2 separate regions of the Drosophila melanogaster genome follow, and region 2 is linked to region 1. Evidence: chromatin contacts called from public targeted proximity ligation data. All regions are on one chromosome and are shown on one strand. The core of a region is the stretch at or near the end of the contact, and the rest is flanking DNA. Distances in the headings are between cores, read along the strand shown. Region 1 holds the start of Spn (Spinophilin). Region 2 holds the start of CG2162.

The links.
Region 2: a targeted proximity ligation map of the Kc167 cell line shows a contact between it and region 1, with 5 times the contacts expected there. A contact is called at or near these places in 3 of 107 Hi-C or Micro-C datasets (the Kc167 cell line and wing imaginal disc) and 2 of 7 datasets of targeted methods (both in the Kc167 cell line).

What each region holds. Positions count from the first base shown.
Region 1 is chr3L:2,549,942-2,557,721 of dm6, reverse strand. Spn (Spinophilin) reads left to right here and starts at 3,430. Exons shown (of 16, transcript NM_001259642.1): 1 at 3,430-3,664. msn (misshapen) reads left to right here. Exons shown (of 18, transcript NM_206252.3): 13 at 1-150; 14 at 214-381; 15 at 437-586; 16 at 646-780; 17 at 856-930; 18 at 993-2,875. The coding sequence ends at 1,166.
Region 2 is chr3L:3,030,241-3,038,020 of dm6, reverse strand. It overlaps CG2162, which reads right to left and starts at 2,825. Exons shown (of 10, transcript NM_139503.3): 1 at 2,657-2,825; 2 at 1,360-1,530; 3 at 1,120-1,292; 4 at 60-237. The coding sequence starts at 1,153.

The sequences.
Region 1 (7,780 bases), core at 2,181-4,680:
CAGCTCATCTCGCGACGCCGTTTCCAGCAAATGGAGGTGCTAGAGGGCCAGAACATATTGGTCACCATATCCGGCAAGAAGAACCGAGTGCGCGTCTACTACTTGTCCTGGCTAAAGTCGAAGATCTTGCGCACCGACGGACTCTCCGATGTGAGTTATTTGAATTGCCAAGTTAGCCATTCGACTAATAATTCGATACGATTTCAATTGCAGCAAGTGGAGCGTCGGAACGGTTGGATCAACGTGGGTGATCTGCAAGGTGCTGTACATTTTAAGATTGTCAAATACGAGAGGATTAAGTTCCTAGTGATTGCATTAAAAGACTCTATTGAAATTTATGCATGGGCTCCCAAACCATATCACAAATTTATGGCATTTAAGGTGGGTCTCCGCAAATCATTATGAAAGTTTTCGAGTCATGGTTTTTATTTCATAGAATTTTGGTGAACTGGAACATCGCCCGCTTTTGGTCGATCTCACCATTGAGGATCAGTCGAGACTGAAGGTGATCTATGGCTCCGCCGAGGGTTTCCATGCGGTTGATTTAGATTCAGCTGAAGTATACGATATCTATCTTCCCAAGCATGTAAGTTGGTCTGATGGCAAATGTCGTAATTGATTGCTAAATAATTGCTATTTCTGCAGACTCAGGGTGCAATCATTCCGCATTGTATTGTGGCGCTTCCCAACTCAAATGGCATGCAACTGCTGCTGTGCTACGACAATGAGGGCGTCTATGTGAACACTGTGGGCCGCGTTTCCAAGAACATTGTACTGCAGGCAAGTCATCGGGGAATACTTCTAGCTATTTAGTTGGCCAGTGTGTTAATACACTTTTTTTTTACTCCTTCTTAGTGGGGCGAGATGCCCACCTCGGTGGCCTACATCGGCACTGGACAAATCATGGGCTGGGGCAATAAAGCAATAGAGGTGAGTGAGCATGCTTTTGGGACCTCGAGTAATCATTTTAATGGTTTGTGCCCTCATTACAGATACGTTCCGTTGAGAGCGGCCATTTGGATGGTGTGTTCATGCACAAAAAGGCGCAGCGCTTGAAATTCCTTTGCGAGCGAAACGACAAAGTATTCTTCAGCAGTGCCAAAGGTGCTTCATCGTGTCAAATCTACTTTATGACGCTCAACAAGCCGGGCATGGCCAATTGGTAATCGAATCCAATCGAAACCAATCCAATTCAATCCAATCCAATCGACGATCGATGATCGTGGCAGGCAGCCTTCGATCGACGGCCCAGCGATCGATTTGCTCAACCGGCAACAAAATCAACCCATAAACATTTTCTTCTTATTTTACCACAAAAGGCAAACGAAAATGAATGAAAGTATCTAACGCGAACACATAAAAGATAATTAGCTGATTTAAGTGAAGAGTGCATAACGATTAAGTGAGATATCCTAAACAAACACACCAACAACAACAACAACAACAACACTCAACAACATACCAACAACCCGAGGTCATGAACTTGTGCTTATGAAATTCACCACGACAACGTTTCAATTAGTAAATGTGCTAAGAAAACTCGATCAACGCGAGTCTATATATATATATATACATATATATATATATATATATATGTGTATAAAATAATCTACTTAATATTTAGAAACGAACATTTCAAGCTCACTCGTCGAGGTTTTTTGTCAGATCTGGTCAGAAAAAAAACCGCAATTAAAGCAATTCGTATCCTCCATCCTTTCGATGTATGTATATTAACGTTACATAACTGAACAAACACCCAGCACACACGATTCAGATTCAGATTCATTTCAAATGTCGTTTCACGATTGTGTATGATTTCGCTTACAAGTTAAACTTAAGTTGAAAGTTAGCAACGCAGCATAAGCCCACAAAACATACAAGTATATCGAATTTTCTGCGCACAGCAGAAAATATAGAAGAAAATATATGCAGTTAGTTTTTGTTCTTGATATTATCAAATAGAATTTATTTGTGCGTTTCTGATAAATACGTGTTAGTGGAGAGAGAGCAGAGGAAATTTATACATTTTATGCAAATGCAAATGCAAATGGAAATCGAAGCGAAGCGAAGCAAAGCAAAGCAAACAAAACCCACATAAAACGCCATTGTAAAAACTAAGTGATAAACAAGTAAATAATTGATTAATGTAAAATAAAGCCGAAAGCAACACAAAACCCAAGCAAGCTTGCAACAATTGAGGAAATCCAATGGAAGTATAGAAACGCACCACGTCGTTTGCGAGGAGAGCTACCTTAATAACGAAATTGGAGGGAATTACAAAACGAGAACCTAGTTAAGCTGCATTTTTTACTGAACTTTTATACAGAGCCAAGAGAATGATGAAAACAAAAGCAAAAATAACGGATGAACGAATCGAGGAGGGAAATTAAACCAAAATTCTATAAATCGTAGCATGTTAAAATTGATAACCATCTCCGCTTTTTGTACTGTGTGCATTTCTTTGTGTTTTCACTAGCTTCAATATCAAAAGTGGTCACGTTGCAATATCTCTATATCGAGTGCATATAGAAGAATCTTGTCCCCAACTGGCACACACTCCAATGTCCCCAATGAAACACTAATTCTGCCTTATTTTATGTTGTTTGCGTGATTTCGCCCCACTCCCTTCTCTTCCACACGAAAAAGTCTCATGAAGAAGTATATTTAAAATATTGTTTGTTTTTGTGTTATAAACTGATTGTACGCCCCCGTATTTAGTAATGTTCATCCAAGCAAAATGGAAAGATAAGTGCACCAACATGCACGTCTAAAGCAACAAAAAAAAAAAATAAAAGAATTAGTAATAAATGCTTACTTTATTTCTAAAATAAAACAAGTAAAATGGTACAGAAATGAATGTAAATCTAATTATTATATATATATAATCTCAAAATTAAAAAAAAAAAATACAACAAAAGATCCGCATTTTATTTGCCGGTTGGTATTTATTATTAAGAAGTTATTTTAATACAAAAGGTATTTTAAAATTCGGTCACCAAACGAATATTTCAATATTTAACATGAATGTAGAGAGCTTTCTACTGGTTTGAGTCTTTGCTAGTTTTTACATTACCTTACAAATGACCTAAAGTGAATAATACAGATTTACTATAATTTTCTTAAAAACTTAAGCTCTTTAAATATTAAATATTGAGCTGCATTTTCAAGCGTTGTGCGTTTCCTAAGGAAAAATAAATTTGAATTTCGTAAAATGGCCAAAGCAATGCCAGTTTAGAACACAAACTTTTTGAAATGTAGCGCTGATTGCTCGAATATAAGTGAATAAATCGAATATTATTAGCAAGTTATCAGTGAGACCGCACTTGAATCGAGAATTAAAAACCCATAGCGCCAAAACAATTCACCGATAGTATCGAATAGTCGTCTCCTATCGTACCAGCTCTAAAAAAACAAAGCAAAACCAAAATCGGCCCGAAATTCAAGCTAAACGGACGCGTTTTCGTCGCGAGTTTAACCGCTGCAAAAATATCAACAATAAGTATAAATTGCCGCGGGTACTGAGTTCATATGATGATCGAGTGATTTTTTTCATCGTACAATTAACGTCCTTCGAAATAGGATATATTCGAGTATTCCGGGTCGCGAGTATTTAAAAAAAAGGATTTGTGTATACCGAAAGGGCTAAACAAAAAGCTTTTTAAAGGTAAATCCCAGCAAAGGAGTGTTAAATGGAGTTTGGCGAAAAGCTAATGTGCCGGAAAAAAGTACAAAACAGTGCGAATGAAAATAAAAAGACGCCGACTATATGTGTATAAGGTCCATGTGTATGTGTGAAAAAATCCTGGACAACGCCACTCCTTTTGCGCAAAGAAATTTAATAAAAAAAAACGCAATGAAGCTGTATATAGAGAGCAAAACGAAGCTGCGCCGGAGTTGAACGAAATACGAAGTGTAAATTGGGGGTGTGGGTGCCACACAATTCCGGGTGTACGCAAATATTTTGAAACGAAATCGCCATTAAATTCAGGTTCCGATTTTAGTGCAAATACAACGGTAAAACAATGAAATTGCATTTGGAGTAGCGGCATTTTTAGGGGTGTGTGTGAGTTCGAGTCCTGTCGTCCTGCTTGCACCCTCTGCGCAGAAGCAGGACAGCAAAAAACCCCCGAAAAAACAATTGCAAATTGCAGAATTGCGAGCGAAACACGAAAATACGAAAATAGTTTCGGCCAACAGCTGGCGAAGTTTCAGACACCTGGCGAAAAAACCAACATGGGACACTTAAACAGTTAAACGGTTCTCCTTTTTATGGCTTTTAATAACTGGTTTCGCAGAGCCTTTTCGCGTAGGTGCGAGCGAGCAGGAAGTATGCCCCAACCAAAGAACCGTTGATCGCAAAATGCAACTCCGATCGGGTGGGAATGAGTAAGAGAAGCGGGAGAGAGGGGGAGCGAGAGCGAGATGGAGACTGGGTGATAAAAAACCATAACATAACAAAACAAAACAAAACGAAAGCAAGTGACTTTTGTTTTTCTCTTGTTGTCTTAGGTTCTGTTTGCATGTGTGGGTTTCTTCTGATAATTTCGCTATCGTTGTTTTGGCCTTATTTATCGCCGTTCTTTGTTTTGCAATTCTGCGAGTGGCCGCAATTTATGCAAATATGCAGAAATCACAATTCTATTTGCACTATTTCCTCAATAAAAAATCGCTGGCGAGGCCAAGAACATTATATTGTTGTTAAACTCAGCTCTTCGCGGGTACAATTTCACCCTCTTTTGTGCGTCGCGTGCTCTGCGCTTCTTTTTCTCATTTGTTTATTTTTAGTTGCGGAATTTCTGGTTACAAACCGTATTTAATTTCAACGACTTCCCTCTGTTGTGCTCCTTATTCTCCACTCCCGCTTCCACTTCCTTCGTCGTCTTCTTCTCTCTCTGCTCCTTTGTCTCGCAGAAACAGTTGCGCTTCATGTCAGTCCCCAATACACTGAGAAAAAATGTGGTATCTGATGCTTATCTCAATTTAAAGGTCTTGTATTAAAATTAACGTATAGTGTGTGGTAGAGAATAAAATTTTCATACAATATCTTTATAGATAAACCATATCTAACGCTTTTTCCAGTGCACTGGAAGAGGGAGCTCCAAAAGATACAATAAGGGGAGTTTGGGGTAGAACACAACAAGATGAAGGGCCCGCCTTTGTTTTATGACTTCTGTGTATATTTATTTATAGTTGCTTCACTTTAATGTTTCAATTTTTATTTCCACACAATATCCATCGTCAATTTGTCGGCGACTTAAAAACTCATAAAGTATTCAGCTATTTTCCGGCGTCATTAAACTTTCGCCCACGCTCGAGCAATTTGCATAAACTTAATTAGTCAAATGCAGGCACAAAAAGTTATTCAACAAATTATTCTTAATTAACGAAACAGCCAAAATCGCATAGCATTTGACAGATTGAACATTCAAATGCGTTAATTTTCATGCAAATCTGGGCATTATGCTAATGCCTTTGAGTAGCCAAAAGTTAATTCAACGCCTTGAATTTATAGTTTCACCATTTTGGCATTTATGGAAAACTTTTGCAACGGCTTAAATGTTCTCAAAACTGCACCGAGTATTTCAAAAAAGTTGTTCTTCATTAAAAAAAAAAACCATATAGGAAGCCAGATGACAGATCAAACATTAAATAGCAATAATCTTGATTATGTGCCAAAGCTTGAACATGAATAATTGTTTCATATTATTCAGTTTTGTTTATGGAAAATCTTGACATCTGCTGATCAGATTAAAGAATTTAACTTTTCAAAAAAATTACCAAAGTTGAAAGACTTTGATTTATTGCTTCACATTTATGCTATTTATTTTACTTCTGAATCTTGTCGCAACTATTTCCACAGAAATCCAGATCGCAGATCTGTGTGAATTAAATAAATCAAACGCAAACAGACAAGAGAATAGTTATTCAAGAGATTATTCTTAATTAAAGAAGTAGACAGACTCTGTTTTCGTGTAAATCTGAGTTTTATGTTAATCACTGATATGTATATTGTTTTTTTTTACTTTTCGCATTTATGGAAATCTTTTGCAATGCTGAGACCGGCAAAAAGTCAACTATTTCGAACGAAATCGAGATCACAGATATCTCCGAACTCTTGAGTGTTATGTTTTTCCGTTTGTTTTTGTATCTTTTTTCGGTGGCCCACGCGCAGCTGGCGAAATCAAGTTTAGGAATTCCCCCGTAGCCCCCTAAAAAAATATAGATACCCCTGACTTTATCTCTTGCGTCACTTGATTTGGCGCAAGCTTAGCACACGACTCTTTTGGGTCCATTTTTTGCGCCATATGATCTTGGATCTCTGGCATTTTTAGTCGACTTTTCAATGAAAACCCATAGCCACAATAGTAGCTATAGGTGTATATATCTATGTATCTCTACTGATATTAACAGTCGCCGCAAAATGTCGCCTTTATTTATTCATCCACTTTTTTTTCCTACCTTTTTTTATGAGGCTGCCGTTTGGCGATCCGCCATATAAGGCATCTAAATTGTGTGCGCGTTTGGGTCTTGGATTTTCGGTTGATCAATGATCATGATTCGTTCATGGCTTGGGGCCATTCGGCTTTTATTGTCTGAGGAAAAGCGATATTAGCTAAGCCTAATGTGGCCATTTGTGGCTTGATTTTTATTTGATTGTTACAGGGTTCACTGAACCCAGGTTGCAGTTCAATTAGTCGGTCGAATTTGGCAGAGAAATAGTGGTAATACATGTTAGAAAAACTTGAACTTGATACGAGTACTGACATTAGACTATAGTAGGATTAAATAAGACTTGGTGCTGTTTTAAACTTCTTTATATCCAGAATACTTTCATATAATTATCGTATGCCGCTCCGCATGAGATTCCAATGATTACGCCAGTTGCATTTAGGTAATTGATAGTTGGCCACAGCTGCAGTGGTCCATGGGGCCGGAGCGGACCCCATTCCCGCCCAGAGTTCAACCCACACCTCTCTAACGGCCATGCAACCACTTGCGCACCACTTTGTCCACTTGTCCGGACAGCAAACTGAAAAAAACCCTGTGGAACAACTTGAAATGTTTGTGTAACCCACGGCGAAACAAAACCGAAACACAAAACCAGAGAGGGGAAAACATGCGGCAGGCGAAGCTTTCGAATCACATAACGTACAACACCGAAAATGGGTGGGTTATACTGCCCCACTTGAGGCACTCCTCCTCCGGATGCCGCCTCCTTATCCCCGATCGATATGTATATGTATATGTACCTAATGAGCCTGCGGGCTCTGTCGTTGGGCATTATTAACATACGTTTGGTATGGACATCCCATCAAGTTTCTGTCTGCCAGGCGTTTAACCCTCTGAACAAAAGAGGATTACTTCCCTTAATAAGTCAAACGAAATGGCTAGTTGGGAATTATAAGGCAGAAGAGTGGAAATGTTTCACTATATTTCCCACACTATATGTTAACATAATGTAATGCAACGTTGTTAATTTCTTAATTAACAAGTTTTTAAGCCAATTACAAAAACATTACTGTAACTTTTATAAGCTGTCGCGTTGTCGAAGGCTTTAACCCTACGTGGTAGTTTCTGAATTATGCAATTTAGCAACCTTCAGTGGCTGCAATTGCAACTGCAGCGAGATTGAAACGAATGAGTTAGGAAAAGAGCTGAGATAGAACTGCCGAGCATGAGATTCCGAAGTTGCATGACTGGTCTCTCCGTCGCAGCTTAGTTAACAATGTAAATTGCACCATCCATCGCCACCTTCAAGGTTCATTCTCAGCCCCACCCA
Region 2 (7,780 bases), core at 1,576-4,075, 480 kb before region 1:
TATATACGCAGTTTATGATCTATTCCTAACTTTGATGGGTTGCAAATCGATTTACCTACCTGTTTGGGGATTCTTTGGAGGTAGGACTTGTAGATGCAGTGGTTGCTGTTCCTGCAGCTAATGGTGTTGTTATAGCTTCGTTTACTGCAGCTGCTTCCTCGCTGCTGCTGTTGTTGTTATTGCTATTGTTCCTCAACGCTGGCGGCCTGTATAAATCCACCGAATTCGATTTGCTTACTGCAAGATACAGATAGAGAAGGCGCCATCCATGAGATACATTGAGAAAGAGACACAAGATGCCGAATGTGAGATACTTCACATGATACGAAGATAGATCGCCAAATGGGAGAGCTAAGCAGACGATTAGCAACAATAGTTGGCAAATGCTCAAAACAAAACGAATAAAATAGAGACTAAGGTGAAGCAACGGATTCGGCATAAAATAAATTAAAAGCAAAATTCACTCATGTCGACCCAATTTTTTACGATCCGCTCTATGCCCGATTTTCGTGAATGTCAACACGAACTTGACAGGTGGATCCCAGGCAGCAAGGGGGGGCTGCGGGGGCGGTCCAGAGCTGGTGAGCGTGCGCAGCGGTCGACCAGTTGAGCGTCTACCTGCGTGAAGCCAAGTGAAGTGAAGTGAGGTGAGCCGTGATGCAACATCACCAAAAAATCCGCTCGAGAAAGAGGGCGACCTTGAATGAACGGCAACGGCGCTGCCGACGTCGATCAGCTGGCGCATCTGGTTATTTTTAGTTAATCTACCTGTTTGCTATACACTTGGCCGGAATTTAGTTATTACTTCTGATTGGAAAGCTCATTAATGCTTCAATTTGCTGGGTATCTAACACAACTGTGCAATTTAATGGCAAAAATGTACATAGATAAATATGTGAATTAATTTTCAGTATTACTGGGTATTCTCATATTCGTCGCTATCCCTGTTACATTTTCGATTTCTTTGTTTGGCTTCTTTTTGCGTATTTGCGAACACTTAAATTTATGACTGCTTGCTAAACGGGGAGCCAAAAACGCATCGCTCCAAAATGTGATTAAAAAACAGGGGATAGCCTTTGTTTATATGTACGGCCAGCTTGCTTTGGGCCATTTACTCACATGGAGTCTCGCTGATATGCTTCTTAACGCCCATCTTACAGAGCTCCGTGGCGCTTCTTCTGCTGGCGCTGCTGCTTCTGCCGTTCGTGTGATAGTGCGAATTGTTGTTGCTCCGCCAGCTCCTCGCTGCCTCTCGCTCTCTATCCTTCTCCCTCTGCTGCTGCTGCTTGCGGCTGTTAATTGTGCATTAACGACAAATTGAAATGAACAATAATCTACTGTCAGATATCAGATGCTCACTTCTCAAAGCCGCTGGGATCCAGAAGCTGGTTTCGAAAGCAGAGGACGGTGCGCCGCTGCGGCCCTTGGCCCACTGAGAAGGTGAACAGATCGTACTGCTGGCGGTATTTCTCACATGTTTGGTGGATGAGATAACGGCGGTAGTTGCCCACAGGTGGAAAGAGCAGAACGCTGCGGAAGAAAGCGGTGGAGAAGGTGAACAAACCATCGATCAATTCAATTCGCTGACTGCGTGCGTGTATAGTGAGTCGTTTATGCGGGAACTCCATTAACGATAATTAGGCGAATTGAAAACACTCCTGATAAGCACAGGCAAAACAGGCGGAAATACATTTGGGAGCTTAGATACTAAATTCGTATGATAAAAATGAATCATATATTCATAAAAGCCGTGTTAAAAATGAAGAGGTAAATCCATTTTTTTTTTTTAGAATGTGCTTCTAATGCTAACTTGTTTACTACCTGATTGTTAACACACTATAATTAAATTTTTAGTTCCATTGATAGATCTTGATTACAGTCCCGCATAAACCCAGCTAGAGCGCCGCCCAATGGGACCGAATCTTCTAACAGGTTGTTGGGAATTCTCACTTGGAAGAGGAAGCACAAGAAACGACCTCAAGAAGAAGGCGAACAAGCGAAACAAAACGGAACGGCAAAGCACGACTTGTAAACTATATTATGTAATCGGATGGTGTAATATTTTGAAAAAGCTCAAATTTCTATGCGCGGCTTGCTGTTGTTTATTGCTTGACGATTAATTGTTTATTAAACGCGGGCTGAATGCAAGAAGAGCGCTTAGGCACGAAGCCCCAAATCAAAAAATCGGTGTTAGTTGGCGCAACTGCAATGCGGAAAAGTCACAATTGCTCTCGTTGTTGTGGTTGTTGTTGCTGTGGCGCAGCTGGGAAAACTCGAAATTGTGCAGAAAAAGACGGGGAGGGGTGGGGGAAAACTGGTGGTATCTGCACGAAAGGCCCACAAAACTCGTACTACTTCTCGTTGTTGTTGGTGTTGTTTTTGTTTCTCTGTTGCACATTTCCGTATTACCATTGTTGTAACGGTACTTTGTTACAAGTTATTCTCTCTCCTACTCTTTCCTTCTTACTCTCTGTATTTGTTGTTTTTGGAGAAATAAGGGGAGCTCTACTTCCTTCTCCTTCACTCACACATTCAGAGACCACAACAGACACACACACAAATGCCCACACTAACATACACCCACACATATGCACTTGCTATTCTCGTGGCAAAAAGTTCTAATTCGTTCATTTTGTAGGTGCGACTTTATTCTTACCCACGATTCAAGCGCTTCTTGACAAAGAGCTCGATATCACAACCGACATTATGTACGAATTCCTGATCGATTAGGCTTAAATTATTTGCGAATGCCTCCAGTTTATTTTAAAAAAGTCGCGACGACGAAAAAACCGACGTCGCACGCACACAAACAAAATTAGAACTTTCGATGTTACCAGATTGTGATCCGAGGACGCGAATAACTGCCTAAAAAATACCATGTTACGCGCGAAAGCTTAAACATTTGAATTTTATAAATAATCGATAACATCAGTCATTTCCTACATTTATTTTACAATGTAAGATACTTACGCGGTAGATATTTTTAAAAGCAAATAATACAAGTGGTAAAAGTAAATAAATCGTTTCTCAATCACTAACTCTTCCCTTCACATTTTTAGTATGTATCATCATTATTACAGTGCGGTTTTAGTTTTATATTAACGTTTTTGAGGGAACAATAAGTTGCTACAAACGCAAATTGGTGTTTTAGTTAGGCAAATTCTTTTTTTCTTAAAACAATGCTAATGCGTGAGAATAAGTTCTTATTTTGTCCATAAAGTGACTGCTGAAAGTAGGTTAAGTATTTAATTTCACTGCTTTGTGGCTCAGTTTTTCCTACCAAGCTCCGCAGCATTTTTTGCCGCTAATATTTGATTAAAAGCTTCAAATTAATTTTACATAAACACGAACTACCAGGCGGAAGAGCTGAGGGAAAACCTGTCGTTCACTCCATATCCGCTTTCCCGGCTGTCAAAGAGCTATCGCGCCCTTGACACCTCCCACACCACCCAGTCGCCCAAAAGCCACCCACTTGCAACACCCCACACTACCCTCCCCGCCTACCAGCTCCACTTTCTAATGGCTATCGGGAAGCACAAATACTCCGTCATTTCAGTGCAGTGGGTTATGAGCCGTAAATGTCGATTCTGTAAACCCACGCGGAAAACACTTCAAAAATAACTAGAAAGAGAACATTTCGTATTAATTACAAGTTGTTATTAAATGGTAGTACTTGGCTTAGGCTCTACTTGAAAAAGGTTGCCCATTTACCCATTAATCATTCAAGTGATTTGAATTTTTCAACTGGCCTTGTATGTGAAATATGATTTTGCCTTTAAATATAGCAACCTTTAAGATACATTTTTCCGAGTGCTCTGTTATCGCTCATACATGGCCATTCATTACAGGTCTGAGGGTTGGCCAAAAACTATGCCCATTGCCACGCCCCGCCCGGCAATTTGCAACGCCCTTTGCTGTCGTCTCCTGTCAAAATGGCATTCATAAAACCGGCTCCTCGGCCTCCCAGTCCCCAATTTTCGTCAAATTGTCCCCGTTTATTTCGCCTGATAATGCCTCAATAAAATCTGGAAGGCATCTTTTATGGATAGGTGTTTGGATACATGAATGACTGGGTATCTATCTGGTGTAGGTGTTTGCCATCGGCAATATTGGTACATATTCCTTTCCTGTACCTAAACAATAAGTTCCGTGTTATGCCAAACTATTTTGCAATTACGAAAGCTGTAAATTTTTACGATCTTAAAGCCATTCGCTTGTGAGGGCCCGAATTGAAGGACGTTTTGCATTCGATTTTTATCTCTTGGGCCCGCAATCTGTTTGGCTGGTTTAATAAAATAGTTTTCCACTCGTTTATGATTACAACATCATCTGCTTTTAATTACTTTTGAGGCCCGCTGTGTGCCCTCGAGTATTAGGGTTAGCAATGAAATTATTCTTTAAAAAATTATCTTTTTTATAGTCAAAGTAACGTCTAATTAACCCATATTAAACGCTTTTCTTTTATTTAAGCTTTTCTTATAGCGGCTTTTTGTATTCATCTATGCTTTTTCCCTCATTCTTCATTAATTGGGTCTCAGTTTCTAGAGATTGCGTCGGAAAATGTTTTACGTAAGAATTAAAAACATCAATGAAGGTGGGGCAGAAATAAATCAGTCTTTTACCTTCGCTCTGTTTGTTTTCCCGCTTCTTTTATCGTGAGGCTCCCTTGTGGCTTAGAGAATTTTCCGCCAAGTTGAAAAGCTGCCGTCCAAGTCTTTTGAGACCACTGCGAAATTGTTGGCTGCATTTTTCTTATGGCTTTGCAATAAATAAAGTTTTAATTCCCCATCGACAGGAATCTGGGCTGAGGAGATTATAATTTCAGATAACCCGCACATTTCAACAATTTCAATTAATGGTCAAGGGGTTGGGCCATTCATATTCGGACAAATCAAGAGTAAATTGCCATAATTAAAATGCAGGTCAGAGGGCAGAGTCTAGACACTCCTTTCATAATTCACTGATAAACTTGAGTAATTTAGGCTACGTGATTCGGCTTAATCGAAGGCCAGGATAAGCACACTTGAGATAATCAATTTATGGCTTTACACGCCTCGTAATTTGCCAATATCGATGCGACAGATTCGGTTTTCAATTTGCATATGGCTGTGGAAAATTTCGTATTCATAGCTGAATTAAATTCCCCTTGAAGACAATCGAATGGAAAATCCCGCGCATTTCCTTTCCCTTTCCTTTACTTCCCTATCCACTTTCTCATTTTCCCTTTCTGGCCACGGATGCCTTTCCTTCTAATTTCCTTTTATCGAATTTACGATTTGTTGGTCATGTCATCAACTCTCGAATACGCCGACGACAACGTTGCGTATACGCAATGTTCGGTGGGTTTTTTTTTTGGTCTGTCGACCGTCGGCACTCGTTTTTCCTTTTGTGCCCGATTTTCTGCATCAATCTTTGATTTGCAAATTATTTTTGCATTCCACACAAACGATTTGTGTTTTTACAGTTGCGTTGCCTGGGTGTTTTTCTCCTTTTTGGGTCCTGCCTGATAAATTGTGCCACATAAAGAGCAACATGGAATCGACTCCAAAGCCTAGGGTTGACATTTTAAGGGGCATGAAACGGAAATGTGGGTGCGGCAATAAACGTGAAGTTATGTGCATGAGTTGAATTTGTTTCGCTCGGTTGCGAGAGGTGTTAAATCTTAAAGAGGCGCCTGTACAATGGCAATTTTAGCCAGTTTAAAGATTATTTGAAATGTAAATATGGGAGATCTATATAATATATAAACAGCCCAACAGTGACTATGAATAATAATGATATAATAAACTACAACCGCATTAGGAGTAAATACTACAACTTTAAAGGGTCCAACGCATTATAGGCAATTAAAATGCGTATCGTTTCCGATGGCCAATCGTTAACAGTGATGGATGCGATTTGGCCACGATTCCTCGCATTTGTAAACATGGCCTATGGATTCATTAATTTGAACTTTATGCAAAGTAATCAATAAACTGAACGCAAAGACGCCTCTGCAAATAACTCTCGTTTTTATCAGCTCGTCTGCCGCTCATAATTTATGGCTGCTCCAGTGGGGCAAATCTTTGGGGCGCCGCAGGACGCGTCCGCATGCATTGCCAAATGTCATGTGGCGCCGCATAACCTTCGTCCTTCCGCCCACGTCGAAGTCCTTACGCCTGACATTTGCAAAGTGCAGCTGGGAGAACTCCAAAACAACGCAACAAAAAACCAAAGGCAAATGCACACGATGATGCTGGCCGCATCTGTGCGGAGTGCACTGATAAAAAAAAACAGAGTTATTTTAAAATTAATTAAATCAGCTGAGGTTTCTTATTTGCCATAGGCATATAACAAGATCTTATTTGAAATTTTAACTCAAGATCTGACTAGGAATAATCTCTTTAAGTATACAATTTTATACATATTATAATTTTCATATCCTTTTTTTTCAGTATTGTACCACGACAATTGTCTGTTTTTTTTAGCAAAGTTCTGAAACAATTTGTTGTTGTTGTGAACTTGGAATAATACCAACTTGAACGTTAAGCCACCGTCAGGAAAAACGAAACTAAAGAAACTGTAGACACGAAAATGGTCACGTTCTTTGCGTGAAAATTTCCACTTATCCTTTTGCGTGTGATGTTGTGTGCACTAAACACTTTATATCCGCAGGTAGTTGAAAAGTCGTGGAAAATGGCAAGCCGATTATGAGCGGGAAAAGCGCACAAAAGTTCGAAAAAATTATGTAGATCGGGCTAAGAACGTGGATAATTAAGCTGATTAGTTAATTTTTGGGAAAAAATATTAAAATTATAGTCAATATTTGTTTCTGGTTTGGTTTAATCAGGTGCTTAGCAATGCTTCTATAATAAACTAACTAAAATGTATTGTGTTTAATTTTAGTTCAGTATTTCAAGTTGATTTAAATTTACAAAGGCATTACATTTTCTTGGTTACTTTGTTACTTATGTACATGTTTACTTGTTAAAAACTGAAACCTTCAATTAAAAACATAACCAGTCATGCGGACTGATTCCTCTCGGGAGATTTTCTCTGTTTTAGCCACATAAGCACTCTGTTTAATTGGCTCTGCAGCTAAGTAAAGGACGTCCAGAAATAAAACGGGTATCCCCAGGATTGGCCAATATTCTGTCCGTCACGTTTTCGCGTCTATGTGACCACATTCCGCAATCGAAATCGCAGGAGCAGCAGCATTTTTGGCCAACTGGCTCAGCAGTCGTGCAGTGCGATGCGAAAGAAATGTTTATAATTCAACGGAAATGCTCGGCGAGAAAGCCTCACAAAAAACCACCCACAATGGCTGCCTTTTACATCCACTACTCTTCGTATATATTGTATATATATGCTATATATGACGATTGTTGCGCTTTCTTGTCGGATGGAAAAACATGGCAAATGCCTTATTGCCGTTGTGCACAAATCCCCACCGGACTTGAGTGGAATTGACTTTAAGATTTCAAGCTGCTGGCTGTAGCTGAATGCCAGGAATAGAACCCACTTATCACTTGAGAACCAGGAACCCGGCGATATGAGAGCCCCTTGGGTATGCAAATGGGAAGTGGGATCCATTTTGGTGGACGTCTTAGTCTTTCTTAACTTCCGTGACATAAATCCGGTAGCCCCTGCTCAACTACAAATGCGGCCACAGAAATAGGTTTATGGATAAGTTTAAGAGTTCTAGAAATATGATATAAATTGAAATCTTTTTTGGAGTTTCAAGTAAGACTTAAAATTATAAATGATATCATAAAAGCTATAATAATAATAATAATTATCT